Linked DNA regions of Zea mays: region 2 is linked to region 1. A link is a contact called in public Hi-C data. All regions are on one chromosome and are shown on one strand. The core of a region is the stretch at or near the end of the contact, and the rest is flanking DNA. Distances in the headings are between cores, read along the strand shown. Region 1 holds the start of LOC100192681 (putative RING zinc finger domain superfamily protein). Region 2 holds the start of LOC100275629.

Evidence for each region. A called contact is a pair of places that touch in the nucleus more often than the background predicts.
Region 2: a Hi-C map of endosperm shows a contact between it and region 1, with 2.4 times the contacts expected there. The contact joins the promoter of LOC100275629 here to the promoter of LOC100192681 in region 1. A contact is called at or near these places in 3 of 25 Hi-C or Micro-C datasets (ear, endosperm and tassel).

The regions. Positions count from the first base shown.
Region 1 is chr8:153,350,756-153,356,843 of Zm-B73-REFERENCE-NAM-5.0, forward strand. It overlaps LOC100192681 (putative RING zinc finger domain superfamily protein), which reads right to left and starts at 2,231. Exons shown (of 6, transcript NM_001137887.2): 1 at 2,052-2,231.
Region 2 is chr8:153,821,517-153,827,604 of Zm-B73-REFERENCE-NAM-5.0, forward strand. LOC100275629 reads right to left here and starts at 2,836. Exons shown (of 2, transcript XM_008656466.4): 1 at 1-2,836. The coding sequence starts at 1,397. It overlaps LOC103636162 (homeobox-DDT domain protein RLT2), which reads left to right and starts at 1,683. Exons shown (of 18, transcript XM_008658510.3): 1 at 1,683-2,702; 2 at 2,820-3,323. The coding sequence starts at 2,504.

The DNA of each region.
Region 1 (6,088 bases), core at 981-3,480:
CTGGTTGGGGTAGTTTGTATACCTAGAGAATTGTCCAGGGGTATAACCACATGGAAATCATCAATCCACGCGCCAAAACCATGAACCCAGTTTTAGAACACCTAGTGATATTACTACCATTCTTTCCTTTTTTTTTACATATTTTTAAGCACATTTCACTTTTTTTTTGCTTTTGTTGGTAGCTCATGTGTGGTATAATGAGGCAATGAGCATACCAACACTGATGAGGGCATGGAAAACAGTGTAGTTGTTATAATATCCTATTAACCAATCTATTGTTGGACATATCATCCTATGGAAGAGTAGCTGCAAATATTGCAATTTCTAGTGCCAAAGAGGGCCAGTGATTTGTTGAAAATAAATAATTTAGTACTTTACGCTTATTTATCCCTAAATCATTCCACTATGCAAAAATAATTAGTCAATTAAACATATGTATATCAACCAGAGTGTCACAGAATCAATGGTCGAAAAGTACAAATGAAATTGCTCATATAAACATCAAACAAACGGATGCACTACCAAATCACTTAAAAGAGAAATGGCCATCCAAAGTTGCAACCAAAAAATGTACTTGAACATCTCTATGACCAACTAAACTGCATTGAAAGTGTCCATAAGGAACTCAATCCACAAGAAATAGTGTACACATTAGCATCTGTGAACAAAAAGTAACTCAGGATATCACTATATCAGCATCATCCTAGAAGAATTAAGAATCATCTCTCCAATCCACTAGCTGTAGCTTTTAGTCATGAAACAAAAAGTGTAAAGTTCACTTGCCAAAAGTCATCTGGTTTCCTAAATACCAACCAAACAGCTATGAGATACCCACCGCACAACTTCACAACTTCAACATCCCAAACCACACCAAAATTTCTGATTTCCTAAATACCAACCAAACAGCTATGAGGTACCCACCGCACAACTTCACAACTTCAACATCCCAAACCACACCAAAATTTGCTGGAAAGTAGTCCCCATTATGTTTATCATTGGTATCTTAACCAAGGAAAGTTCAACTCCAACAAACTCATAATAAGCTCGGCATACTCGGCTCAAACTAACATGAGCCCCACATTTCTCATTGAGTAAATTTCACAAAACAACCACATTCTTATCCGTGTCACAAAACTACAACTTCTAGTGCCATTTCAGAAACTACCACCACTTTGGGCACCTTTCTAAACAAACATGCCACCTCTTTGCCTCCTAGGTTATCATGAACACCTGCGGCCACTCATCAGTATCACATTTTTACCACTACTTTTGTTAACTCAGTTTTGCACTATGTGATGCTGACGAGTGAGCCAGGCAATCATAATATTGTAGGAAGAAAATGTGGTAGATTCTGAGAAGGGAGGCAAAGTGGTAGTGGTTCTACAAAACTGACCAGAAGTTGTGTGAAGATTTTAGGACATAAATGTGGTAGCTCGGTGGAATTTACTCTTTCCTTTCCCATTCTCTGCAATAATCACACCCACGCGCACTTCTATTTTAAATAGCACACAAATGCACAATAAAATGGTATATCTGCACAATAATCGCACACCCCAAGCGTGACAGATGCATCTCCTAGCCCCTCGAGATGACTTACCAAAAGCAGCAAAATAATGCTAGTTAGCCTAGCAAAGTTCTCCACGCCATCACAACGTGCATGCACATAACGCAGAGCGATTTAGGCGAATCCAACACCTCTCTGAAGTTTAGCCACTAACCAGACATGGAAACTAAACGACCGTCCATAATCCCGAGCTGAATTAATCATATGCCCATACTGCGGTATCCTTATACGCACAGTTATACTCTTGCAGTCCCAGGTCCCTCATCCAATTACCGACGAAATTCGCACGCAGTGCCGGACGGGGAACTCAAATCGCACGCTCCCGCGAATCAAATTCCTTCGCCCGCACTCCGCCCACTGGCGCATGAATGGCCGGCGCCCAAGTAGACACATACCTTCGCGGCCACACAAAGGCAATCGAGCTAGCCCGAGCGAATCGCGGGTTAGAAATACCGGGAGAAACTGTGGGGAGGTCGCAGGTAGTCACCTCGGGCAGCACGCGATCCGATCAGCGAAGTAGGGGGTGAGCGAGCCAACCGTCCGTCGGAAGAAATCTGCGGTGGGTGGCACCTCGCCTCGGGAATCGCGAGCGGGGGAGGTTAGGGGGAGATGAGCGATCGCCCGCCGCGGTGGAGCGAGCGGAGGGCGATCGGCGGGTGGAAGGGGGAAGCGGATCGGGGGGAGGAACTTGGCGCCGGGGGGAAGGGGAACGTATTTATAAGCTCGAGAAGCTTTTTTTAGCGAGCAGAAGAGTGGTGGTAGAAGAAGAGAGAGGCGAAAGGGGAGAAAGAGGAGAGAGGACGGATGGCAATATTACCCGTGGGTTCGGATATCCGCGGATATCCGACCCGTTGGGTTCGGTTTCGGGTACAATATTTTACTCACGGGTTTTACCCATACCCGACCCGAGGTAACATCGGATCGGGTTCGGATATTGTATTTTACCCGCGGGTACCCGCGGATATCCGAAAATATGTAGACAGGAGAGAAGTAGCCAACTGTGGCCCAATTGCAGGCCCAACTTGTGATCGGCTGGGCTAACCCTAGGCTCCAAGTGACCAAGTCCCACCCGGCCGCCAGCAGTAGGCATCAAGACGAGCGAGAGCGACCCTGCATCCCTGGCGTCCTGCCCCAGCCAGTACTGCAGTAGGCATAAGGCATCCTCCGTCGAAATCAAGGAAGAAAGAAGGAAAGCAACCATGGCGGCAATCGCAATGTCCCCCTCCCCCTCGGCCGCGCAATAACTCGCCACATCCATGCTCGTCGCTCCTGTGCTGCTGCTTCCTTGTCCCTCCACCGCTTGGGCTTCCTGGGGCGCGTTGTGCTGGCCACGGTGCCGGTGGCCGTGGACGCCACCCGCCGCCGCTGTGTCTCCTTGTTGGTGCAGAAGGCCTAGGACGGTCCTCTCTCGTCGATGGCTCGGTCATCATGCAGAGCAGGAACGTGAAGCTGAGCGAGAAGCTCAAGGAGGTGGGTCGGGCGGCGTCCTGCCCAGCCAGTACTGTAGTAGGCATCAAGCCGAGCACAGGTACTGAGCAAAGCTAACCATGTGTTTTTTGTTTGCTTCTGTAACAGTAATTAGATTAATTATGTTTTGTTTTTTCTACCTTGTCATTTGTTTGTGAATCATGTGTTTTATTTGTGTGGATTGTAATTATATCCACGGGTATCCGATACCCGCCCGATACCCGATGGGTACGGGCACGGGTACAAAATCCTACCCGCGGGTATAGTCGCGGGCGGGTATGAGTAATGCCCGCGGGTATTGTCGCGGGCGGATATTTACCATACCCGATCCGAACCCGACCCATTGCCATCCCTAACGAGGAGCAAGAGGCTCTGGTGCGTATCGTTTTTTTGGGATATAGCATTTGCGAGCCCCTTTTTATCCGTCTGCTGTTTTTTTTTTCCTTTTACAATAGAGAGAGGCGAATGGAAAGAATTGACACAAGAGCGACAGAGCGTGTGACGCCAATTGCCCAATCTCTTTGTTTCTGCGTGTGATCTTATGTGCCATGGGACTGTATATAGCATCTTTCATGTGCCTTGTTGGCTGTTGCAATTTCGTTTTTCCCACTATTAGTCGCTGCCATCTAGATGTATTAATAGATCATGATCTAAATGTTTCTTCATAATTTATTTGAGTTTTTAATTAATTATAGTTCAAAACTTAATAGAAATAAAACTCGATTCTAATACGATTCTATCCTTAAATTTTATAATGTAAAATTTAGAGTCTATTATCACTTATATTGTCATCTGATAAACATATTTAGGGTGCTTGTTTTAGAAGCTACTCTATTCCATTATAGGACCTTATTTTGTAATCCAAGCTACTAAAAATAAATCTTTAGGATTAGAAAAGGTCATAGAAAGAATGATTTCGACGGTCACTGGTGGCTCTAGTGGAGTAGAGGTGATGGTGTTCTCTTCACTTTCGAGTAGAGAGATCAAAACTCTCTATATCGGTCTTGTTCTCTATTTATTTATGCGGTGTGAAGGAAGAACATAATCAACATGATTGTTCTGTCCCTGACCAGGGGCCAGCGATAATCTTAAGCTTTTAGGGACATGATCCTTCTAATTAATGTTAATATTATAATATAATATATGTTGGCGATAAACAATCAAGGTGCATCCACAAAAATATTTATATTAAGTGATAAGTATGTATCATGGTATTACCTCATAAATTTCTTCTAACTTGTGTAGATGCAAAGCCATTGATGACATTGCCAACATCAATCTTGTCTAATAATAGATAATATCTTTTCGATGCATAAAGTAGCGAAAGTATTTAACTTTTCTTGAAATATTTTTGACTTTAAATAATCATCAACTTCAACTTAAAAACTTGTTTTAGTTGATGTCACACTGACATAGTAAATAAGATCTAATAAGAAATATAAATATTAACACAACAATTCATTTCTCTAATAACATACTAAAAAAACTCCATGGCGGATATTGTTTCATCTGATAAAGGCAATTGCACAATACTAAGCTCTTTACTTAGATTATTTCAATCAATATAACATGAGCTATTAGAAGAGAAATTGTTAGCCAATTTATTATAATGGTCTTTTAGTTCAATAGAATCCAAGGACCTCAAGGTTGTGGAGCTCATAGACACCCAACTATACTTTTGAATTATTCGAGTTCTTCAAATATACTTTTAATAAACTAATTGCAATATCAACCATAACTAAGAATTAATTAAAATTAAAATTAAAAAAGCCTTCTCAACTTCGAGATTTTCTTTCTCATAATCGGTTCCATTATATTATTTGTGTAGTGGGCCTATCGATATCTCATGAGAAAACACAACTGGACAACATGATTATTTAGGCTCACCCTTATTCCTTCCAAAGTATCAAAGGGGAGAAGGGTGGTTAAGAAAATATCTGCAATCAATTCAAAATGATGGCAAAGATACTCATGTATTGAAACATGTAAAATTACAGATGACGAAGTAAACTACATGCTCACAATAAGCTTTGTCCATTTATATTGACAATGAAGTATTTATGATTACTGTAAACAACAAACCATATTCATGTAACGAATGAGAAAAGATTCATTTATTTATACCTTTAGGAGCTCTCTAGGAAGTAGATACTACATGCATAGTGTTACAAATGGTTGATCCATGTAACGGTAACACTATTCATCTATTTATAGAGTTATCTCATAAGAAAAAACAACTGGACAACATGATTATTTAGTTTCGCCCTTCTTCCTTCCAAAGGTATCAAAGGGGAGAAGGGTGGTTAAGAATATCTACAATCAATTCAAAACGATGGCAAAGATACACATGTATTGAAACATGTAAAATAACAGATGACAAAGTAAACTACATGCTCACAATAAGCTATCCTTTTTATATTGACAACAAAGTCTTTATGATTACTGTAGACAACAAACCATATTCATGTAATGAATGAGAAAAGATTTATTTCTTTAAACCTTTTGGAGCTCTCTACGAAGTAGATACTATAGGTGTAGTGTTACAAATGGTTGATCCTTGTAACGGTAGTACAGTTCTTCTAAAAGCACAAACTTGGTCTAAAAATGAAGTTAGTATAAGCCAAAATCAAGTTTGAGTAGAAAGAAAGTCCTCTTCAATCGATTGCTCTTTCAAGATAAATAATAGATTAAGAGCAATATTACAAGTGAATTTGAGAGACTTAGGAAGAGGGAGAAAATCACAAGCAAATAAGCACACAAGACACGGTGATTTTTCTCGTGGTTCGATCAAGCCTAAAATGCTTGCTTATTTCGCATTGTGGTGTCCCAAGGGACAAGTGTTGCACTCAATCTCTCAAGTGATCTAAAGATCAAACTTGAGTGTCATAGTTTTTCCTTATATCAAGATTGTTCCCATTCAAAAGGAATCTCCACAAGTTGGAGTCTCTTGCAGCCTTACACAAGATCAGAGTCACAAATCAGAGTAAGGGAGGGAGAGAGTACAAGCACAAGAGATCAAAACCAGCAACTCAACACAAAAGAGGTAAACACAAGCGC
Region 2 (6,088 bases), core at 1,586-4,085, 470 kb after region 1:
TGCCTCACCTTTTTCTTACTCCAGTACCCACTGATAATAACATCCCATGTCTCCCTCTCAGGGATGCATCTCTCCGACAGCATGTCAAGCACAACACGGGCAGCTTTCTCTATGTTATTTTTGGAGAAGCTCTCAACAAGAAGATGGAAAGTGGTTGGGTCGGTAGAAATACTACGAGTCCTTGTGCTCTGGTAGACCTGAAAAGCCCTGCCAAGTTCACCCTTATCACATAATGCTGTCAGCACGGTATTGTTTATCCTGGCATGCAAGCTCCAAGTCACCCGGTTTGGTTCAATACCGGCAAGAACCATCTCATCCAGGTAATTTGCAGCTTCCACAGCCCTTCCTGCATCACATAGCCCAACAATTAGCTTCCCAAACAACCCAGCATCAGGCTTCCTCCCCTGTAGTCGCATCCGGTCCAAGATCTCCATTGCCTCACTCAGCATGTGCTCCTTACAGAGTCCATCAATCACCGAGCTATATGTGATCATATTTGGCAGTTTCTTCTCCTTGATCATTCTATCCAGCAATTCTAATGCCGATGTGGCACGTCCACCCTTGCACAGTCCATCAATCAGTGAACTATAAGTGACCAGATTAGGCGAGACCCCTCTCCTCCCCATTTCATGAAATATCTTTAAGGCATCATCAAAGCAGCCCTCCCTTGCAAGCCAATGGATAACAGTGGTGTAAGTAACGACGGTAGGTGCAATGCATTTCCCAACCATCTCAGAGAACATGTCGAGGGCCTCCGCCAGGCGGCCGCGGCGGCAGAGCCCGTCGATGATGGTGTTGTAGGAGCATACATCGGGTTTGGGGATGTTCCGGAAAAGACGGAGAGCATCTTCGATGTGAGCGGCGGCGTCGGAGCAGTGGGCCTTGAGGAGGACGTTGTACGTGGCAGCGGTGGGGGCGAATCCGGCGGCGCGCATGTCGGCGAGTAGGGAGCGGGCCAGGGGGAGGTGCGAGTGCGCGACGAGAGCGGCGAGGACGGCGTTGTAGGAGCGAGCAGAGTGGGGGAGCGCGAGGTCGGAGGGGGCGGAGCGGAAGAGGTGGAGAGCGGCGAGCGGGCGGTGCGTGCGGGAGAAGGCGCGGAGGAGGCCGAGGAAGGGAGGCTCGAGAGCGGCAACGGAGGGGAAGACCCCGCGTGAGCGGGAGAGGAGGGAGGTGGCGAGGGGGAGGTGGCCGGCGGAGGCGAGGCGAGAGGTAAGGAGAGAGACGGTGGCCAGAGACGGGGTGATGGGGTCTGGCGCCGAAGTGGAAGCGGCGGCGGTGGCACCGTCGAAGATCGCAAGGGCGCGGCGAGGGTCCCGTTCGGCCCGAACCAGGCGGTGGAGGTGGTCTGCGGTGAGGGTCTTCGGCCATTTGGGCGGCGTGGAGTTGGCCGGCGGCATGGGGGCGGTGGTAAGAGAGGTGTTCGACGGAATGCCGAGGAGGATGCGTGGGCTGGAATGGTCTGAGCCCAGACCTCAACAGCGGGGTTCCAGGACAGCAGGGTCTCCGTTCTGAGGAAGTGATGAGGATCGCACGCCTACGCCACCAGCCGCGTGCCCACAGGCTTTAGGAGGCTTTAGAGGCTGGAGTGTGCGGTTCCCTCCTTCCCGAACAGGATGTCTCGCGAAGTTCACGCCGCAGAGGATCCGAACAAGTTCAAGCGCGCTTCGTCCAATGGCTTCTCCCTCGTACAGGAGGAACAGTCCTATGAACGCATCCGCGGGCACCACGAAAAGTCCAAATCCATCCGCCCCAGCACCGGAACGCAGCTAGTCAATCAAAAGCACAAAAAGCCCACCACCACTCCGCAAGTCCGCAAAGATCAAACCCAAGAAATCTGAGCACCAGCTACGCTGCTAATTATTCCATCCCATCCATCTCTCTCCATCTATCCAAATATTCCATTTAATTTCTTTTCCTCGCTGCTCAGCAGCAGCTGCCGCCGCACAAACACAAAACACACTCCACTCTGCCACGGAAGAAAACAAAAGAAATACAAAGCCTGAGCGAAAAGGGAAGGCGGGGTTTGGTTTTTATTAGCTGCACACAATGGCAGCAGCGATCCAAACCCAATCCCCAGCGCCGCAGCGCGTGGGTAATAATCGTCCCAGTTCGAGCAGTTGCCCTTCCCGTTGCTGTTCCTGGCTTGCGGCTTCCCCAATCTCTCCTCCACATCCCTATCCTTGCCCTCTTCTTCTTCGTCGCCTTTTACCCACCCATCCGTCGCGGCGGTGTTCGTGGTGTTCAAGTTATTGTTTGTGTCAGTGTTCCTTTCCTCCTCCCGGTTCGGTCATCGGTGCTGGTATTCTTCGCCACGGAGATCCGGCCACACATCGATTCGCCTTCTTTTTCCTCGCTCCGCGACGCGGGGTACAATATCGACTGGACTGCGAGGCATTTGGTGCGGGCAGGCGCTACGAGGTGGGGCGACAAAAGTTGTGAAGTTTATGCGCCTTGCTTTGCAGAAGGTGCTCGGATCTAGGTTTCCAGGCCGTCGATCGCCGCCATGGACGCCGGCAGGGACGGGGACGGTGCCGGGAAGGCGCCGCCGAAGGGCCCCGCCGATGCCACGACCGTGCCTCCGGCGCCAGTGGCGGCTTCTGCGCCTGGGTCGAGCGCGGGGACCTCAGGGTCGGGGGAGAAGCCGGTGAAGCGGGTGATGAAAACCCCCTACCAGCTCGAGGTTCTGGAGTACACCTATGCGGGTTTGTGGAATGAGGATTTTGATGAATCCATTCAAATGTTTTTTTTTGTGTTCTTCCTCCCCGCTGGTTTTTTTGGGTGCTTTTATCGATTGAGCATTTCTGGGTGGTTTGCTGCAGTGGAGCATTATCCGTCCGAAGCTAAGCGGCTGGAGCTGTCAGCGAAGATAGGGCTTTCGGACAGGCAGCTGCAAATGTGGTTCTGCCACCGCCGCCTCAAGGACCGCAAGCCACCATCGAAGCGGCAACGGCGGGATGAAGAGTCCGCACTAGCACCAGTGATGCCTCCACCGCCGGTGTTACCAGCACCTGTGATGCCAGTGGCAAGCAGTGACCTTATGGTGGGCGCTCCTGGGCCGTATGATAAGCTGCTGCAGCCGGTTCACTTGCGAAGGGGTGCTGGGCGGTCCTCAGCAGTCCCTAGGATTTCCATGCCGGATCTCGGGAGGAGGTATTATGAGCCACCACCAGTTATGATAACGCCGTTGATGCAGCTCACACAATATGAGCTCCGTGTGATTAATTCTGTGGAGTCACAGCTCGGGGAACCGTTGAGGGAGGATGGTCCAGCACTTGGCATTAATTTTGATCCCCTTCCTCCTGGCGCCTTTGGTGCACCGATTGGTATGCATATTGAAATCTGAAGTCGTTGTGTTTTATGAAAAAGTTTTAAGCTAGTGAATGCTCAAGGTGGCCTGTATGTGGATATGTTCAAGCTTCTCATATGCCATGGCTGAATGATTGTTGATTTTGGACACGTCGTTTTAAAGTATTTGACTTAAGTCACTAATCTTCTGTGTGGCCTTTGCTTATGGTAAAAGAACATTGTATTTGATTTTAGTCAGTTCTTTTTATATTCCAGTAAGTAGATTGATCCAGTATGGTTGGAGAGGCGGATTTAATGATACAAGTATATGGTACTAGTATATGTTATCAGTATGCTGGAGTAGATAATATGGCTAGGGATATGCATGATTGACCGATGAAAATTTTAGATGAGTAAGCGCGGAAATTCACAGGTCTATTATTCGCAAGAGGTCATCCTTGGATTAAGAATAAAACTAATATTCTTTCTATAGATGGGCATTCAGCTTAATATTATTTCTGTATGTGAGGGACCGTCAAGTAATATTTGCACGTCATAAGGTCTCATTGAGCACAGTCATGTTTTACTTCCTGCTGATAAAACTGAGATCCATAATAGTCTCTATTAAATATGCAACCATCTATCCCTATTAATTTGTGTGGCCCATTCTAGACCTTGTTTACATGAGCTACATTTTTCTTATATGGAATATTGGAGTTCTTGTAATATTACCTGTTCTGTTTGGTAATCGTTTTTGTTGTACATAAACTTGGCATTTTCTTGCTCATGCACATCTGAAGTGCCTAAAAATCTTAATTTCTACATTTTGTTTTGGAATTGCTCCACATATGTCCCATCTGTACAACTCTGTCACAACTACTACTTTTAATTCCAAATATAAGTCCATGTAGACTTAGGCACATGAAAGGTAAGGCTTACCATGATCCTATTGCCCTCCAATTATTGCTAAAAAGTTAGGGTAGCTGGCAAGTTTGCTGCATTGTTTAGGGTACATTTAAGCATGGGCAGACATAATAGTATGAAGCCAAAGGTTGCATTGGAGTAGTCATGGATAAATTGGGCTTGTTTGGGACTGCTTCATAAACTCCACCGTGGAGCAGCTCCACAAAAAAACTAGAGTTGTTGGAGCACCCTTTTAGGTGTTCTTGGGCTGCACCTGTTTGGCTTAAAAACGTAGTGGAGCTGAAAAACATGGAGTGGACCAGTCCCAAACAAGGCATATTTGGAAGAATGTTAGATGGACTTGAACTTGGTGTTCGAGGGAGTAAGCGTTTTAATCCCTTTCGGGTTGGAAGTAAAAAACCACCTAACTGAGTTGACCCCTTTGATCTTTTGGATAAAAAGGAGGTGTACAAATGATTTGTGTAGATACTAGATAGCAGCTGTCTTTTTTTCCCTTTCTAGTACACTTCCTTATAGTTCTTAATCATCAGTTTCCTTGTTTCTCAATTCAAATACTTGTTTTTTTTGTGCTGTGTTAATTTTCTGTATTATATTCCCTTTCCGCACTTGATGTGGCATAGGATGAAATTTGGGGCCTATTTGGGATTGTTTGAGCTCCTTGTTTCGCACCTAATTTGGAGTTTGTGGGTTAAAATAAAATGGTTTGTCTTGATTTTTAGTCTAAAATAGGAACACAATGCTTCACCCAACCCCCCTCAATTTAGTCCAATTCCAGCTCTGCAAACTTGTTGAATTTGTGGAGCTAGAGATACCCAGCTTCACGAATTCTTGGAACTGGAGCTCCTTCAAAGAGACCCATCAAGTTACAGTATGTGTGCTGACTGCCTGGAGTTATGTTCAGTTGGTATTGGGTCTATGGCGAGGCCCAAATTAGTTTTAGGGCAGAGTGGAGCAATGCAGCAGCTTCATACAGTTGCTTCATTTATATCCGAAGCGAGGGAGGGGTTAGATTGGAGACAGTTCCTAGCTTCCAAGAGGAAGAATCACGCCCCAAATGTCGTATTGCGCATCCAGTTGTGACATTGTAATCTGGTCGGTGGACAGTGGCTGCCACTAACATCTACTGCAAATTGGCAACTGAAAATATTATGATTGATGGGCCTTGTCTAACTGGTCTACCTGCGCTTTTAGGTCAGTCCCAGCTAGTATTTGGGCAGGGAGAGCAGTGTAGCTTCGTGTCAACCTCCCTAGAAACAGTGCGCTGCGCCGCCACCTGCCCACCTTCACTATAATATTTTCATTGCACATCAGAAGGCAAGATCAGGGAAGCAGCAAGGCGAGCGCTGCCCCAACTAGGTCTGTCTCCCATAGTTCTTTGCCATCCATGTTTGTTCTTACCGGCAAGAGAGGGTACTTTTTTTCTCGAATGCGCAGGAGGACTGCACCATTTTATAACTTAAGAAGAGAGGGTACATGGTCATTTGAAGACCAGAAAATACTTCTAATGACCATGTACCCTCTCTTCTTAAGAGGGGGTACTTAGTGGGAGGTGAAAGGGACGACATCATGGCAACGGTGACTGTGAGGTTGCGCTAGGCCCTTTTACTTTCTCTTCCCTGCGCTCTAGATCCTGACTTCTTTTCCCATATGTCCAGGCCTGGCAGCAAGCCACTGAATCAGCTAAGGCTAGTTGACGACTACTTACCAAGTCGCCCAACTTGGCATGGGAATTTAGTGTATGCCATGCTTACCAAGGCGTCCTTGAAGCGTCGCCTTAGCGTCGCTTAGGCGCGCCTTGAAACCGAGGCGTCTAACTCGCCTTGCCTTGGAGTGTAAGGCGTCTGCCACGGTGCATGGCGTCGGCGGAGCGTCGACAGAG